Regions from separate parts of the Capsicum annuum genome. Here region 1 is linked to region 2. A link is a contact called in public Hi-C data. All regions are on one chromosome and are shown on one strand. The core of a region is the stretch at or near the end of the contact, and the rest is flanking DNA. Distances in the headings are between cores, read along the strand shown.

The links. Hi-C and Micro-C count contacts between places; a contact is called where the count stands out from the background.
Region 1: a contact with region 2 is called in a Hi-C map of leaf, with 2.4 times the contacts expected there. The contact joins the promoter of LOC107850720 here to the enhancer-like site in region 2. A contact is called at or near these places in 4 of 5 Hi-C or Micro-C datasets (leaf, pericarp and placenta).

The regions. Positions count from the first base shown.
Region 1 is chr12:226,417,954-226,421,930 of UCD10Xv1.1, forward strand. LOC107850720 (alkylated DNA repair protein ALKBH8 homolog) reads left to right here and starts at 2,136. Exons shown (of 8, transcript XM_047401249.1): 1 at 2,136-2,534. It overlaps LOC107850721 (60S ribosomal protein L7-4), which reads left to right. Exons shown (of 7, transcript XM_016695444.2): 2 at 146-315; 3 at 398-495; 4 at 580-637; 5 at 1,208-1,287; 6 at 1,377-1,479; 7 at 1,566-1,995. The coding sequence starts at 148. The coding sequence ends at 1,781.
Region 2 is chr12:226,348,536-226,352,634 of UCD10Xv1.1, forward strand. No RefSeq gene overlaps it. Among protein-coding and RNA genes, the nearest start is that of LOC107848862, 24 kb to the left of the region's middle. Within about 2 kb of position 1,491, at least 5 of the 5 cell types and tissues checked have an H3K27ac peak or open chromatin away from gene starts, as enhancers often do. A contact at or near this core is called in leaf and pericarp, where this site is marked.

The sequences.
Region 1 (3,977 bases), core at 886-3,385, 70 kb after region 2:
GTGTTTACATTGTGCTGATAAGTTACATTTATTAATATCCCTAGGGGTGTGATCTACTTTCTTTGCTGATATTTGAATAGAATGTGAAAATTTGATATGGATGTTACTTTATGTTGAGAGTTAATGTTAGTCTTGAATGTTGCAGAGATGGGTGAAACACCAGTTCCAGAGTCCATCTTGAAGAAGCAGAAGAGGAGTGAGGAATGGGCTCTTGCAAAGAAGCAAGAACTTGAATCTGCGAAGAAGAAGAATGCCGAGAACAGGAAATTGATCTACAACAGAGCGAAGCTGTACGCAAAGGAGTACGAGCAGCAGGTACTATTGAACTCCGTAAATTTTAGTTGACATGCTTGTGTGATATTAAGCTTGGTTATAAGTGTTTGATTTCCTTTTTTAGGACAAGGAGTTGATTCGTTTAAAACGTGAGGCTAGATTGAAAGGTGGTTTCTATGTGGATCCTGAGGCAAAGTTGTTGTTTATCATCAGGATACGCGGGTAAGAACTATTTTGATGCTCTTCATTCTATAATATGATGAAAGAGGTAATACTATGGTACTCATAAAGTTTTTGATCTTTTAGGATTAACGCTATGGCCCCACAGACCAAAAAGATTTTGCAGCTACTACGTTTGCGACAGGTACAAGCAGCTCCTTTTTTATACCCCTCAAAGAATTGGTTAGAATTTTAATTTACTGCTCTCAGCATTCTAGAATCTACACTGCATGTGTTTCTGCTACAGTTGTTGGTATCATATTACTGTTTTGCAGCATTCACGGGGATAATTTGATGTTTGCTGGTGTATAACCTACTTTTTATTTCCTTATATTATTCTGTTTGCTGGAAATTCACTTTTAAGTAGGTGTTGGGGGTTATAGCTCTCCGGGGTTATAGCTTTTCCACTTGACAGTTAGTTCCCTGTGTATATCCTGATGATTGAACTGGTTTGTTACCTGTGTAGATCCTGATGATTGGACTGGCTTGTTACGCCAAATGTCTGATCATCAGCCTAGTTATTGTGTTATTGTCAAAATTCTTTATAATTCTTCTGATTCCCCTCCTTTGTTGGAAACGAAACAAAGTGATGTTTCTAGGTTCTCTGGATGGCTGATTTTGGTTAGATGTGTTTCGTGCTTATATAATTCTTTAAGTTTTGAGTTATTTTGTTGTTACCTCTCTGCTCTAACATTGAACTCTTCATCCTTCCCAGATCTTTAATGGGGTGTTTTTGAAAGTTAACAAAGCCACCGTGAACATGTTGCATAGAGTTGAACCTTACGTTACCTATGGGTAGGTTTCACTTTATGCTCTGCTGCATTGTCATGTATTTCTCTCCACTGCTCTTACTTTCAGTCCTTTATTTCCTTTGTATCTTGCAGTTATCCAAACCTAAAGAGTGTTAGGGAATTGATCTACAAGAGAGGTTATGGGAAGCTCAACAAGCAGAGAATTGCTTTGACCGACAACTCTGTCATTGAGCAGGTAAGTTTGTGTCAGTTCTTTAGCTGTGGATCATTTTTTTTTTTTTTCGGGCGTTGACATTTTAGAGTGCTCTGTATATGTTTCAGGGACTGGGCAAGCACGGGATTATCTGCGCCGAAGACCTCGTCCATGAGATCATGACTGTTGGCCCCCACTTCAAGGAGGCCAACAACTTCCTATGGCCATTCCAACTGAAGGCACCTTTGGGCGGACTCAAGAAGAAGAGAAATCACTACGTTGAAGGTGGTGATGCTGGTAACCGCGAGAACTTCATCAATGAACTTATCAGGAGGATGAACTAAGTGCCCGAAATTTGGTTTTCTAGGCATTTTTAGTGAATTGACAATTCCGAGTTTCTACCATATGATATATTTCGGTTTATGATAGTATACGACATTATTGTTGTTTTGATCCCAGCAGTCTCGTCTTAATTGTGTTGGATTTTTGAATTTATGTTACATTTCAGGTTCAAGGAGTCCAACAACCTTGAATGTTGAATGTGCCATTTCTGCTGCATATTCCTTTTGAATACATTCACTTCCAAGTAGCTTTATCTAAACCTATTGGTGTGCACTAGTAGGGGTACACCTATACACAAGGTGTGTTAACTTTTGCTGGTTAAGGGGAATAATATGTTTTTAAACCTTTAATGTTCCTTGTAGGCTTATACTGATAATATGTGCCTATGAAGCAATTCAATGTACAAAGCATATCGTGTAAGGGCTGCATTTCGAGGAGTTGATGCGTGTAGCACAATCTATCTTTATCGTTGTGGTCCTGTAGAATGAATGTGTTCGCCTTATGACCCACAACGAAAAATAAGCCTTGCAACGAGATATGGACATTTCCCATGTTGGGTTGGGGGAAACATTCGTGTGATTGCCTTGGTTTCAGAAGATGGATTGTCTAATGTTTTTTCACCCAGAGAACTTATTGGATTGTCGTGAGCAGAACGAATGGGTTGCGCTTTGAAAAAGACGATATGTTACGGAGTCGTCTTGGGAATAACAAGAGCATCTGTCAATACTCAAAGTTGACATGAATAACTCCCTCTGGTATTCTACGTGAATCCTTACGTGAACCAATACGTCCATTCCTATGCGAACTAATTTTGATATAGCTTTTGCCATATTTTATCATCTCGTAAACAATTTTAATTTATTCAGAGTGATCATGGTCAGTCTCAAAAGTATACATTTGCTTCATCCGAGTAGTTTAATTAGCAATTTAGCATAGAGAACTAATCCAAGAGACTTTATTGGCCTCATAAAGATCATTTTTTTTTTTTTAAAAAAATAATAGGTCGGTATTTTAAGACAAGAAAGAATTATTCATGCTAAACACCCTCCTTTTTCAATCAAAAGATTGTGGATTTGAATCACCAGAAACTCGATAAAAGAAAGAAGGCACTTTGTTGCGTAATTAACTAAACCATGAGGACTTAATTGTTAACTTCCCAAAAGATATAGTTGTAAACTAACACGACAAAACAAAACAAGGGGTTCATTTGTAATAGTGTTAACTTTGTGAACTTCATTGACATTTTTCTAAGTTCACTAGAAAATATGAAACAACATAAGTAAAAACAAAAATTCTCTTCGTTGCAACAGAAACCGGTGGTCGGCGGTGAAGTTTTTCCTAGTAAGTTTTTCTCTTTTCTTGAAATTCAATGGTATTTTTGTTTTATTCAGAAAATATTTATTTATTTATTTATCCTCAAAAAATATAAGATATGAAGAAACTATATTAATAGTATATAAATATGTAATTTGCAAATTCTTTGTTCTTAAGGAATTGAATGTATGTATGTTATTGGTTAAGTGGCTGGCTGATTCATGATTTGAAGTTTATAGTATGTACAATGACCTCAAGTTAATATACAATAATATTCAATATTTATAGATATTTATTGGACATGGTCCGACCCAGAGGCGGAGTCAGGATTTCAACGAAGGGGTTCATATTCAAAGAAAACTTAGGAAAACTTAGTCGAAGGGGGACACCTACTATAACCACATAAAAAATAATTTTAATTATGTATAAATAGTATATTTTTCCGTAGAATGGGTTCGGCCGAACCCCCGAACAGAAGGCGGGCTCCGCCCCTGGTCCGACCCCACACATAGCGGGAGTTAGTGGACCAGGCAGTCCTTTTTTTTTTTTTACTCTGGATCCTCCATTGAGTCCAGGGTGAATACATTAGCTAAATGAAGATTCAAGAATGGTGCTTTCGTGATTTAGCACAAAGTTTGAGTTGATTTCTCAGATGGTCTCGCTTCACTTTTTTTTGTCAGAGTAATTTTCTGAGATAATAACTGTGAGTTGAGTGACCATCTGGATCATTCACAGAGTCAAGGGTGAATATTCTAGCTAAATGAAGATGCAAGTATGGTACTTTCGTGATTTAGCACCAAGTTTGAGTTGATATCTCAGATGGTCTCGCTTCACTTTTTTGGTCAGAGTGATTTTCTGAGATAATAACTGTGAGTTGAGTGACC
Region 2 (4,099 bases), core at 241-2,740:
AAATCACCTCTGAAATTAAGAAGATAGTTGGGGCTTTAGATTCCAGACAAACCCTTAAAGATTTGGATGTCAATATATGTGTTCGAACCTCTCGAGTATCCACGATCCCTAAATCCTGGATCCGTCACTGATCTAGACTTAGAATATCTATATATAAATGATTTTAACATATATTCTTTTATAAACTTACTAAACACTATTAAATACTTTCTTTGTTTAAAAAAGAATGACCTATTTTTTTTCTAGTCCATTTAAAAAAGAATGACCTCTTTTCTTTTTTGACAATACTTTAATTTCAACTTTTCACATGACATGTTTAGGACCGCAAGATTAAAGGACATTTTGGTACATTTGATACAACTTTAATTTAAGGTCACAAGATTCAAAATTTTTTTTTTTTTCTTAAATTTTGTGTCAAGTCAAAATAAGTCATTCTTTTTTAAACGGAGGGAATAGTATTTTATTGAGTACTTATTTTCTTTTAAAAAATCCATGATATTTATTTACTTTTTTTTATATAATTGAAATTTCCCCTATTTTTAAATATATTGAATCAGTAAAACTGTAAAAGTGGAGCAAGAGGGAATATTTAGATTTACCAAATCCAGTTGTTAAGTTGTTGCATTGATTGATAGTTACTGTTTTACTGCCATGTTCAGTAACTATAATTGCACATTATACCTTTACTTCACGCCCACGTGTACTCACTGTATACTTCAAATTTATTACTTGAACTCTTTCACTACCTGTGGCATTCCCCGTAATTACATCCCAATTCCAAGCCCTAATTATCTATAATTCGATCATTTATTTTTACTTATTATGATTCGCTTCACAAAAATAATTCTAATCTTTTCATAGCTAGTGGAACAAAGATACTCAAAGTGAGTGGTATGCCCAATTAAAAAGGCTATTGAGGTTTGTATCGATACGATGTCATTGAAAATATAAAAATAAAAGAATTAACTAAATATCAAATCAATCGAATTAAACAAATAAATTTTTTAAAGCTCTATATCATTTATCATGAAAGTGATCAACTAAGTAAATAATAATGATTTAGTCAGTAAAATTAGAAAGTTTACGAAATGAAGAAAGAGGAGATCCTTCTTATTATTATAAGTTGAAGACGAAGTTCATAATACTCTTATTGTTAATTATTATACATTAATTTAAACTGCATTTTACTTATTATCTATTATTTTTCAGGAATTAAATTGTATCGAGTTTGTTTCTTGAAAAGTAAAATTATAATTTAATTTATAAAAAGTGAAATATAATAAATAAAAGTATAGGTTAATTTTAAAAAATGAAATATGACAAAGTAAAAATATAGTTCAATTTTTGTAAAGTAAAGCGTCAGAAAAAGTATATTCCAACGTTTTTCACCAACCGATTTCAGTTTCCACGTGGCATTATATCATTCGTCTGTTCTCTCTATAAAATCACCTCCATCATCCCGTTACAATCTATAACTACTCTCACTTTCTCTCTCTAGCTATACAGATAGGTTTTCTCTCTCTCTAAAACTCTCAGATCTCTCTCTATACAGTATATATACAGAAATAGCTGCTGCACGTATTTATGCGGCGTTTTGTATTTGCCTTGCGGCGGTCTCTCATTCGCTTGGTGCAGGTCGGGACCTACCTCGCCGGCTACTATGACGTCAGCTTCCGGTGACGATGAATACCTTTTTGTTTGCTTATGGAGGAGTTCGGGTCCCGCCTTGCATCAACTGAATAGGAAACTGCGGCGAATGAATTTTGTTTCGATGAAATCAGCTTTGTTATCGATCCGATCTAATATCTACAGCTTGTTTCATCACGAGGAGGTTCGGAATTTTTTTTCGAATTGGTGTTGATACTAATTTGATTTGTTTTTGTGGTCTTTAGATTGAATTTAGCTGGATCTTATCCAGAATACTAGATTTTAATGCTGCATAACTCTATTTGCTCGTAGGATCTATTAGGATTTGGTAATTTCGATGCTATTAGTAAAATAGACAAGTTTTATTTTATTGATAACAATTTAATCCTGTATGATTTAGGTTTAAGAGTTTCTAATTCTAGGATCTAATAGGATTTGGCAATTTCGGTACTATTAATGAATTAGAGAAGCTTAATTTTATTGATGACAGTGTAATTTTGTATGATTTAGCTAAGCTGCATGTGTAATTAGGTAATCTGTGTGTATTCCAGCATAGATCTTAATGCTACATAGCATTAGTTGTACGAAGGATCTAAGAGGATTTGGCAAATTCGAAGCTATTTAGTGAAATAGAGAAGCTTGCTTTTATTGATACCAGCTAAATTTTGTATTCATCTGTTCCAAAATAGCTGTCACGTAGTTAAATTGACTAATATTCCAAGCTAAATTAGATTAGATTAATTCAATATTTTAGAATTTGAAAACTATACGAAAAAGTTTTATAGCTTGCATTTTTTTTCATATCAATATTGATTGAAAAAAATGCGTTCTTCGTGTTGGTGTTGACATTATTTTGATTTTATTTTATTGAATTTTGCTGGATCTAACTTTGTCAATTGCGTAAGTTTGTAATTCCAGTATAGATCTTAATGCTGTATAACTCTACTTGTTTATAGGATCTTAGAGGATTTGGTGATTTCGATGCTGTTTAGTGAAATAGTTAAGCTTGATTTTATTGATAACAGTTTAATTTTGTACTCCCTCTGTTTCAAATAGTTTGTCGCGTTTTGATTGTCGAGAGTTAAATTGACTATTATTTTCAAATTAAATTTAGATAGTTTAATTCGATGTTTAATTCGATATTTTAAAATTAATATGTAGAGATTCAAAAACTATAAGGAAAGTAGTATAAGTTGTAGTTTTTTCTCATATCAACGTGATAAAAAAGATACATTTTAAAATGCTGATCAAAGTTCCTTTTTTTGACGCTCAAAAGGAAATTGTTACAAGTATTTGGAATAGAGGGAGTATGATTTAGCTAATCTGTCATTAAGAGAATGTAATTCCAACATTGATCTTAATACTGCATAACTCTAGTTGTTCTCAAGATATACATTTGGCAATTTTGATGCTATTTCTGAACTACCGAAGTTTGGTTTTAATGATAATAGTTTAAGTTTTGTATGATTTAAGTAATCTGTCATTAAGAGTGTGTAATTCCAGCATAGATCTTAATGCTGCATTAACTTTAGTTGTTCGTAGGATCTAAGAGATTCAGCAATTTCGGTGCTATTAGTGAAATAAGAAGCTTGATTTTATTGATAATACTTCCATTTTGTATGATTTAGGTAATCTGTCATTAAGAGTGTGTAGTTCCAGCGTAGATCTTAATGCTGTATAACTCTAGTTGTTTGCAGGATCTAAGCAATTTCGATGCTATGTAGTGAAAAAGAGAAGTTTGATTTTACCTGTAACAGTTTAATTTTGTATGATTTAGGTATTCTGAAAGGTTTATTTAGAAGACTTTCTTCAATTAATTAATTCCGTCTTTAGGTATATTAGGAGGATAGAGTAACTTAAAGGTCCGTTTTTTGATGAATACTAATACATCAAAACTTGTTTAAACATTTGTTACACTGTGCTAGCTCAACTTTTGAGGTGTTTTGTGCTGTAGTTTTTGCCATAGGATTTGAATAATACAAACAATTCGGTGAAAAGAAGAGTTTTCCCATCTTTAAATCTTTCTTTTAATACTAGCGCCTATTTTGATTATTGTTGAATTGTTGTTCTTCAGTGTTATATGAGGACTGAGGGTGTATTCATAAGATCGAAGCAAAGAAATTCACGACGACTAAGTATTTCAATGTCTTAGACGCCAGGAATATCTTCTGAAGAAAACATTTCTCAACGAAAGAAGAAAAATGACTTCCTTACAGGATAGAGTTCATTTCCATATATCACAACACTTACTTTATATTACTTGATTCATGTGATAGGTAAACAATGTTTTCAATCTTTAAGTACTAATTATCTATTAAGAGAAATCTTTTATACTAATTATCTCGTCACCTGTACCCAAAGCTAGCAGTATACCCTTTATATTATGCACCTCAATAAAGTGATTATAGTCGTATATAATCTCTGACTTCTATGGAATTATCTAAGTGCATGT